Linked DNA regions of Mus musculus: region 2 is linked to region 1. A link is a contact called in public HiChIP or PLAC-seq data. All regions are on one chromosome and are shown on one strand. The core of a region is the stretch at or near the end of the contact, and the rest is flanking DNA. Distances in the headings are between cores, read along the strand shown.

The links. HiChIP or PLAC-seq counts read pairs in DNA pulled down with a chosen protein or histone mark.
Region 2: a contact with region 1 is called in an H3K27ac HiChIP or PLAC-seq map of embryonic stem cells, with 5 times the contacts expected there. The contact joins two enhancer-like sites. A contact is called at or near these places in 1 of 115 datasets of contacts at active chromatin or transcription factors (embryonic stem cells) and 1 of 9 other capture datasets (embryonic stem cells).

What each region holds. Positions count from the first base shown.
Region 1 is chr1:118,646,939-118,650,176 of GRCm38.p6, forward strand. The region is part of intron 2 of Tfcp2l1 (transcription factor CP2-like 1); the gene reads left to right. Among named protein-coding and RNA genes, the nearest start is that of Tfcp2l1, 21 kb to the left of the region's middle. Within about 2 kb of position 1,258, at least 44 of the 459 cell types and tissues checked have an H3K27ac peak or open chromatin away from gene starts, as enhancers often do. A contact at or near this core is called in embryonic stem cells, where this site is marked.
Region 2 is chr1:119,298,852-119,301,752 of GRCm38.p6, forward strand. No RefSeq gene overlaps it. Among named protein-coding and RNA genes, the nearest start is that of Gm33388, 5.1 kb to the right of the region's middle. Within about 2 kb of position 1,425, at least 38 of the 459 cell types and tissues checked have an H3K27ac peak or open chromatin away from gene starts, as enhancers often do. A contact at or near this core is called in embryonic stem cells, where this site is marked.

The sequences.
Region 1 (3,238 bases), core at 8-2,507:
AGGGTAGTTCAAAAGATATAGGCGCTTGTGTTGTGCAGTTTTAAAAACACACTACAGCCTTTGCCCCAGAGCTGCGACCCTGCTACCAGCCCCTCTTGGCTCCTTCTTGTTTCTCCTGGCTTAGCTCTGGGATCCAGCTGCTAACACTGACCTGGTTTCTCTTTCCCACTGGAGGAGTTGTGTTACCGGCCCACTCCTGAGACCCTTGCATCCGTGGATAAAACACACACACACACACACACACACACACACACACACACACACACACACACACACACACACAGCTCTGTTACCTTTAGAATATGCCTCTAAAGGCACAAGTGCTGGGCACAGATACCTCCTGCCTGAAAATTCCTTGGCTCCTGCCCATAGCGGAGGCCACACGCCCAAGCTGCCCTGAGACCTTACATGACTACTGCTTTCTTCTCAGTCAAAGCATGTCAGAAAAGCCCACCACCCCTTTCCCTGCCTTTCCTTTTTCTCTGGGGACCTGGAAGTTCCAACTGTACCTTCTGTCCAGCAATTGCCCACCCTCTTCTTTATTGACAAGTCAAGAATCAATTGGAGAGCTAGACCCTAGCAACAGAACCTCCCCTTACATGCTTTTCATCATGCCTGAGTTCAATCCCAGAACATACATGGTATAGGGAGAGAACCCTGTCCCACAGGTTACCCTCTGACTGCCACCAGGAACCAGTAAAATGTTTTGTTGAAACTCAGCTGTGCTCTTTCCTGCTTGCGTGGTACTGAGATGCTTCCATATTCTAATGGCAGGGTCCTTGCCACTGGGACTTGTTACTGATTGTAGTTTCTACCTGAGCCTTCACAGGAACTTTGATACTGCCACAACCAATAGTGTGGGTTACTTTAAGGAAAAGAAGAAAAATGAGGTGTGTGTGTGTGTTTCACTACCCCTTCTGCCACTGTAAGATAGCAGGCAAAGCCAATAGAACCTAGACATTTGTTTTCTCCTTCTGGTGGTTTAGGCCCCTTTGGGCAGGCATGTTTCCAGTCATCCCATGGATGGAGGTATGGAGTCAGGCTGAACTTAAATTCTTCCAGAGAGTCCCCACGCCTCCTTGGCGGGACAGTACTTAGAGCCCTGGGATTGAAGAAGGAAGGGGTCAGCAGGGCTCAGCCACCCTTGTTTGAGAGAGTGGTGTGAGTCCTGACTCTGTTCTAGCCACTCCCAGGTCACCTTGGCTCCCTGGGCTGGGCTGGGAGTCACCAGCCAAGGGCTAGTTTACATCACAAAGTGACCTGGGGCTCTTTCCTGGCTTTCCTTTGGCAGGCCTTTAACAATCTGAAGTAGAGGGCTGGGCGGGCAAGTCTTCCCAGGGAATTTCCTTGAGGCTGTTTTCTGGTGTCACCTGACTGCCCTTTGCTTATCTACTTCCTTCTGCCAGGCTGGGATCCTCGGACCTCCCAGACTGCACCAGATTCCTTGCTAGGCAGTCACCCCTCCAAGTCTTAGAGTGTCAGAGTTGCAAGAGACAAACCTGGGTGGGAGACCCCACAAAGACAATGGTTCCCCACTGTCTTTTTATGGTATATGATTATGATTTACGGTGTGAAGATGTAATGCATGCTTTAAAGTATTGGTTCAGGTTTAAAAAGTGACTTGATTGGCTGAGACCTCGAGTGGCTACCAAGTTGGTTGGTAGAGTGTTCACCTACCCTGAACAAAGCCTGGGGTTTGCCCTCAGTATCCCATAACCCCTTAAACTGAGGGCGGTGGTGTCTGTGACCTGTAATCAAATGCCCTGGAGCTGGAGCAGGAGGATCATTCATTCTCCAGGTCATTATCAGGTGAGGACCCTGTGTCAGAAACAAAGCAACCCCACTTTTGTTTCATAGCTCTGAAATAAAAATTCTCATTTCCAGTAATGATTTTCTCCTCTCCATTATCAAATAATTGCTTAGTTGAAAAGATCTTAATACAGACATGTTGTAAGATTCTTGTGATAGCCTTAAGTACAAGCCTTCCAGATAGAAAAGGTGAAAAAGAATCACACATAACAGCCTGGCCCTTTCACCCTTTGTGTGTTTGAGTTTGTCTGGGGAACGAACCTCTGTGAGTCTCCACCTTAATCCAGTGGGGCTCCTGGTTTCTAGTTCTGCTGTTGGCTAGTTGAGAGACCTTGCTTGTCAAATCAATATCCCAGTAGTCTCCAGCACCACTGTGTTCCCATGAGTGAAGCTGCTCGTTAATGCTCTCCAGAGGAAATCCCCGGGCCTTGCTGCACTTTGCTTGGAGTTTCTGTCATGGTCACTCCTTCCTTCCCTTGACCACAGACACTCTATCTATTCTTCAGAGTTCTCTCCCATGCCACCTGCATGTGCCAGCCTGTTTCAGATGCCCTGTCCATTGTCAGGGTGGACCTAGCCTTCCCATCTCCTAGTCTACTAAGGAATTATTAATTCTGCTTCATCCTGTCCCTCTTTTGCTGACTGATACTCTTTCAGAGGACCCAGCACCCATAAAAGAGCCACACAACAGCCTATAGCTCCAGTTCCAGTGGCCCTAACACCCTCTATTGGCCTCTGCAGGCATGCACACATGCACCCATAGATTTGAAAATTTTAAATTAAATCTAAAAGAAAAAAGAACTGGCTCTGGTATTCCCAGTACAGAGAAGGTAAAGACTGCTAGGTCCCTGGGGTTTGCTGGCTTATCAGTCTAGCTGGACTGGTGAACTCTTATCTCAAAAAGTATGGTGGAAAACCAGGCATGATAACAAACTCATTTAATCTCAGAAATTTGCAGATTCTGTGAGGGTTAGGGAGGTCAGTCTGGACCTAGTATGTGTAAGCCTTGAGGCACACATGGGCAGGGCAGCTGATCTAGAGGAACAGGATGACATGGGAGAGGCCGGGTGGCTGGAGATCGTCCTAGGCATGTATGTTTGAGAGGAAGGTTCCATAGATTAGATTCCCATTCAGATGAAGAAGCTCACCATGTGATCCTGGCCCACAACCCAGGCGTTAAGTGTGAGATGCCAGTGCTGTCTCTTGGGGCAGACTTAGAAACAATTCTTTATCTGGCAAGAGCTGCCTCTGCTTGGCCTGAGTGGAGGTCAGCTTGTAGAACCTGGGGCCAGTGCTAATTGGCCCCCTGGAGTGCCTGTACACTCACATAATGACCACTTGGGCCTCTGCCAACACCATCTATATTCTTCAGCAAAGGCAAGGATACTGGAAGAACCAGTTAGGGTGTGGAAGGCCCTTAGAATGTCCA
Region 2 (2,901 bases), core at 175-2,674, 650 kb after region 1:
GACCTCTTCCTCTCTCCCATCCTCAAAAACCACAAAAAAATACCCACTTCCCCACGTGACCTGCTGCCCTCCTCTCATTAATCCCCTTGTATCTACCGGATAGCCCGTGCTAATCCTCCCATTGCAAGTTCCTTAAATCCTCACATAGGCAAACCCAAGACAAGATCTCATGTAGCTTAGGCCGGCCTCAAACTTGCTATGCAGCGGGGGATAACCTTGAACTCTTGACCCTTCTGCTTCTACCTCTTAATATCCAGAATTAAAGGTCTACACTACCATGCCTGGTTCCTGTGGTACTGAGGCCCAAACCAAGTAGTTGATAGGGATCAGACAAGCCCTCTCCTTACTGAGCCATATCCCTAGCCCACCCCGCAGGATTCTGAGGACCTTTAAAGCGCTGCTCACCGTTCCCCTCCTCAGTGCTAATGTCACTGCTCACATGGCCTCTGTTGGGGTCTTTAGGGTCAGCACTGGAGAAAGCATCTACCCACCCACCCACCCCCAGCCCCACCGGCGTCTAGGAAGTCTGCAGGGAGTCAAGGAGTTGCGGATCATGATTGAACAAACTTGGCAAAAGCAAGAGGTGCGTGAGAACAGGGAGCCCAGGAGAAGGTGGGTGGACAGGACAACCACCTCGGGAACAGCTAGTGGGGACAGGAACTCTCTGATGTGGCAGTTCTAGCACAGCATGGGCCCTTCATGCCTATGCATGGAGGGATCGTGTGGGAGACGTGTGGAAAGATGGGGCAGAAGAAACAGAATGGAATATTTCACTCTCCTGTGGCTTCCTGTTCAACAAACTGCAGGGACCCGTCTATGTCTGCCCTCCCAGCACTGGGATTACAAACATGAACCACCACACAGAAGTTTTTTGTTTGTTTACTTTGCTTATGTGGGTTTGGGGGAGTGAACTGGGGTCTTCCTGCTTGCACAGCCAACACTTTCCAGACTGAGCTGCCATCTCCCCAGATCCCGCCCCTTCTCCTAAGCACCACAGGAGGTCTCCATGCCAACCTTGCAGTGCCACACAGATGAGGGAACAGAGGAGCCCCTGACCCAAGTTCTCAGGCCAGCCAGCTGACTAGGCTTGAATTTACAAGCCCGTGGTAGTCACTGAAAGCACCGGCCATGTTGGGCCCGCCCATCCTGGGCCAAGCTTTGCCGCACTTCCAGTTGACCATCCTGTCTCTTTAGATACTAGACCTCATCAGCAAAACAAAGATTGCAAAGCTGCTTTTGGCTCCCACCCTTCCGCGGGCAGCCCTGTAATCAGGGTGGATTCCCTGAAGGGGACTGGGACTAGATCTGAAGTTCCTGCTGCAAACAAGACATAGTCCCTTTGGTGTGGCCAAGAGATGATCCAGCATGAACAGGGAGAGGCCCAAGGCACCGATGACTCCATGGCCCAAAAATGAGAATCAAAGAAGCATACACGATTGTGCAAACTTCCCACAAGCTGCCAGTCAGCCCTGGGCAGGAGGAGAAGAGCTGTTCACATGCCTGCATGTGAGCTTACTATGTTTAGCTTCGTTCACTATACATACAGGCTGTCAGGAGGGGCTGGATAGAAACCAGAAATGATGGACCTCACCAGGCCCCTCGTTCCAGACACCTGCTCTGTGGTTCAGCCATTCACTCAGCCAGGAGGTCAGTCAGTATTCCTCTATCTGTTTCCTCATTCATTTCCCAAGAGTGTGCCAGGGATTGTGCAAGGCTCTCTGGGTAAAAGCCACAACAATCTCAAGGAGCCTGCATGTCCTGAGAACCTCGAAGAACAGCAAAGCACTAAATATAGGTAGCCCTGGGCAAGCTTACCACAATGATAAAGGCATGTGCCTAGAGCCCCGGAACATATAACATAGGACTCTGGTATCTCCCTAAGGAAAAAAAAATTAATCACTAGTTTAAAAAATCAAAACAAGGGGGCTGGAGAGATGCTCAGTGGTTAAGAGCACTGACTGCTCTTCCAGAGGTCCAGAGTTCAAATCCTAGCAACCACATGGTGGCTCACAACCATCCATAATGAGATCTGACTCCCTCTTCTGATGTGTCTGAAGACAGCTACAGTGTACTTATATAAAATAAATAAATCTTTTCTAAAAAAAATCAAAACAAGATTTTACACCTGAAAAATGTTTAACTCTGCAAACATTTCTTTTCTCATGAATGTGGAGTTGAACATGACACTCAACGTGGTCTTTAAATCCCCATTGAACTGAACTGGCCAAGAACAATCAGCACGAAGTCATTCTCCAAATCCCCTTGGTACCCGGGGCCATACAAAAGGCCTGGGTCTTGCCAATCTGTGAGATAGCTGGGAAAGGTGGTCCTGACACCCAGTGACCGTGGCCAAGCCCAAGGCTCAGAATGCTGGGGTATATGGGGTGCTAGAGAGGTGGGTCAGTCATTAAAGTTCTTGTCATGCAAGCATGGGGACTTGAGCTCGATCCCCAGAATCCCCGTAAAGCAGCTTAAACCAGCGAGCAGGTGGAGCACGCACTCGGCACTCAGGAAGTGGGTGAAGCTCACTGGCCAGCCAGGCCAACCAAATCAGTGCGCTCCACCCGGGTGGATGAGAGGTCCTGGATCTGAAAATAAGGAGGAGGGGCCGAGGAGATGGCTCAGCAGGTGAAGGCTGATCAGACTTGAGGTCAACCCCCACGACCCACATGGTAGGAGGAAAGAGCCAACGCCCAAGAGTTGACCTCTGAACTTCACACATACACCATGCATGTACCCACACACACGCATACACTCACATGCAAAATAAATACACAAACATGTAATTTCAAACAAAATTTTAAACAAGAGCAGGGAGAGATCCACAAAGACATCCAGCCTCGACCTCTGACCTGCACACATGTGCACCCACGTGCTTGCAACCTCACACAGAGTGCTGGG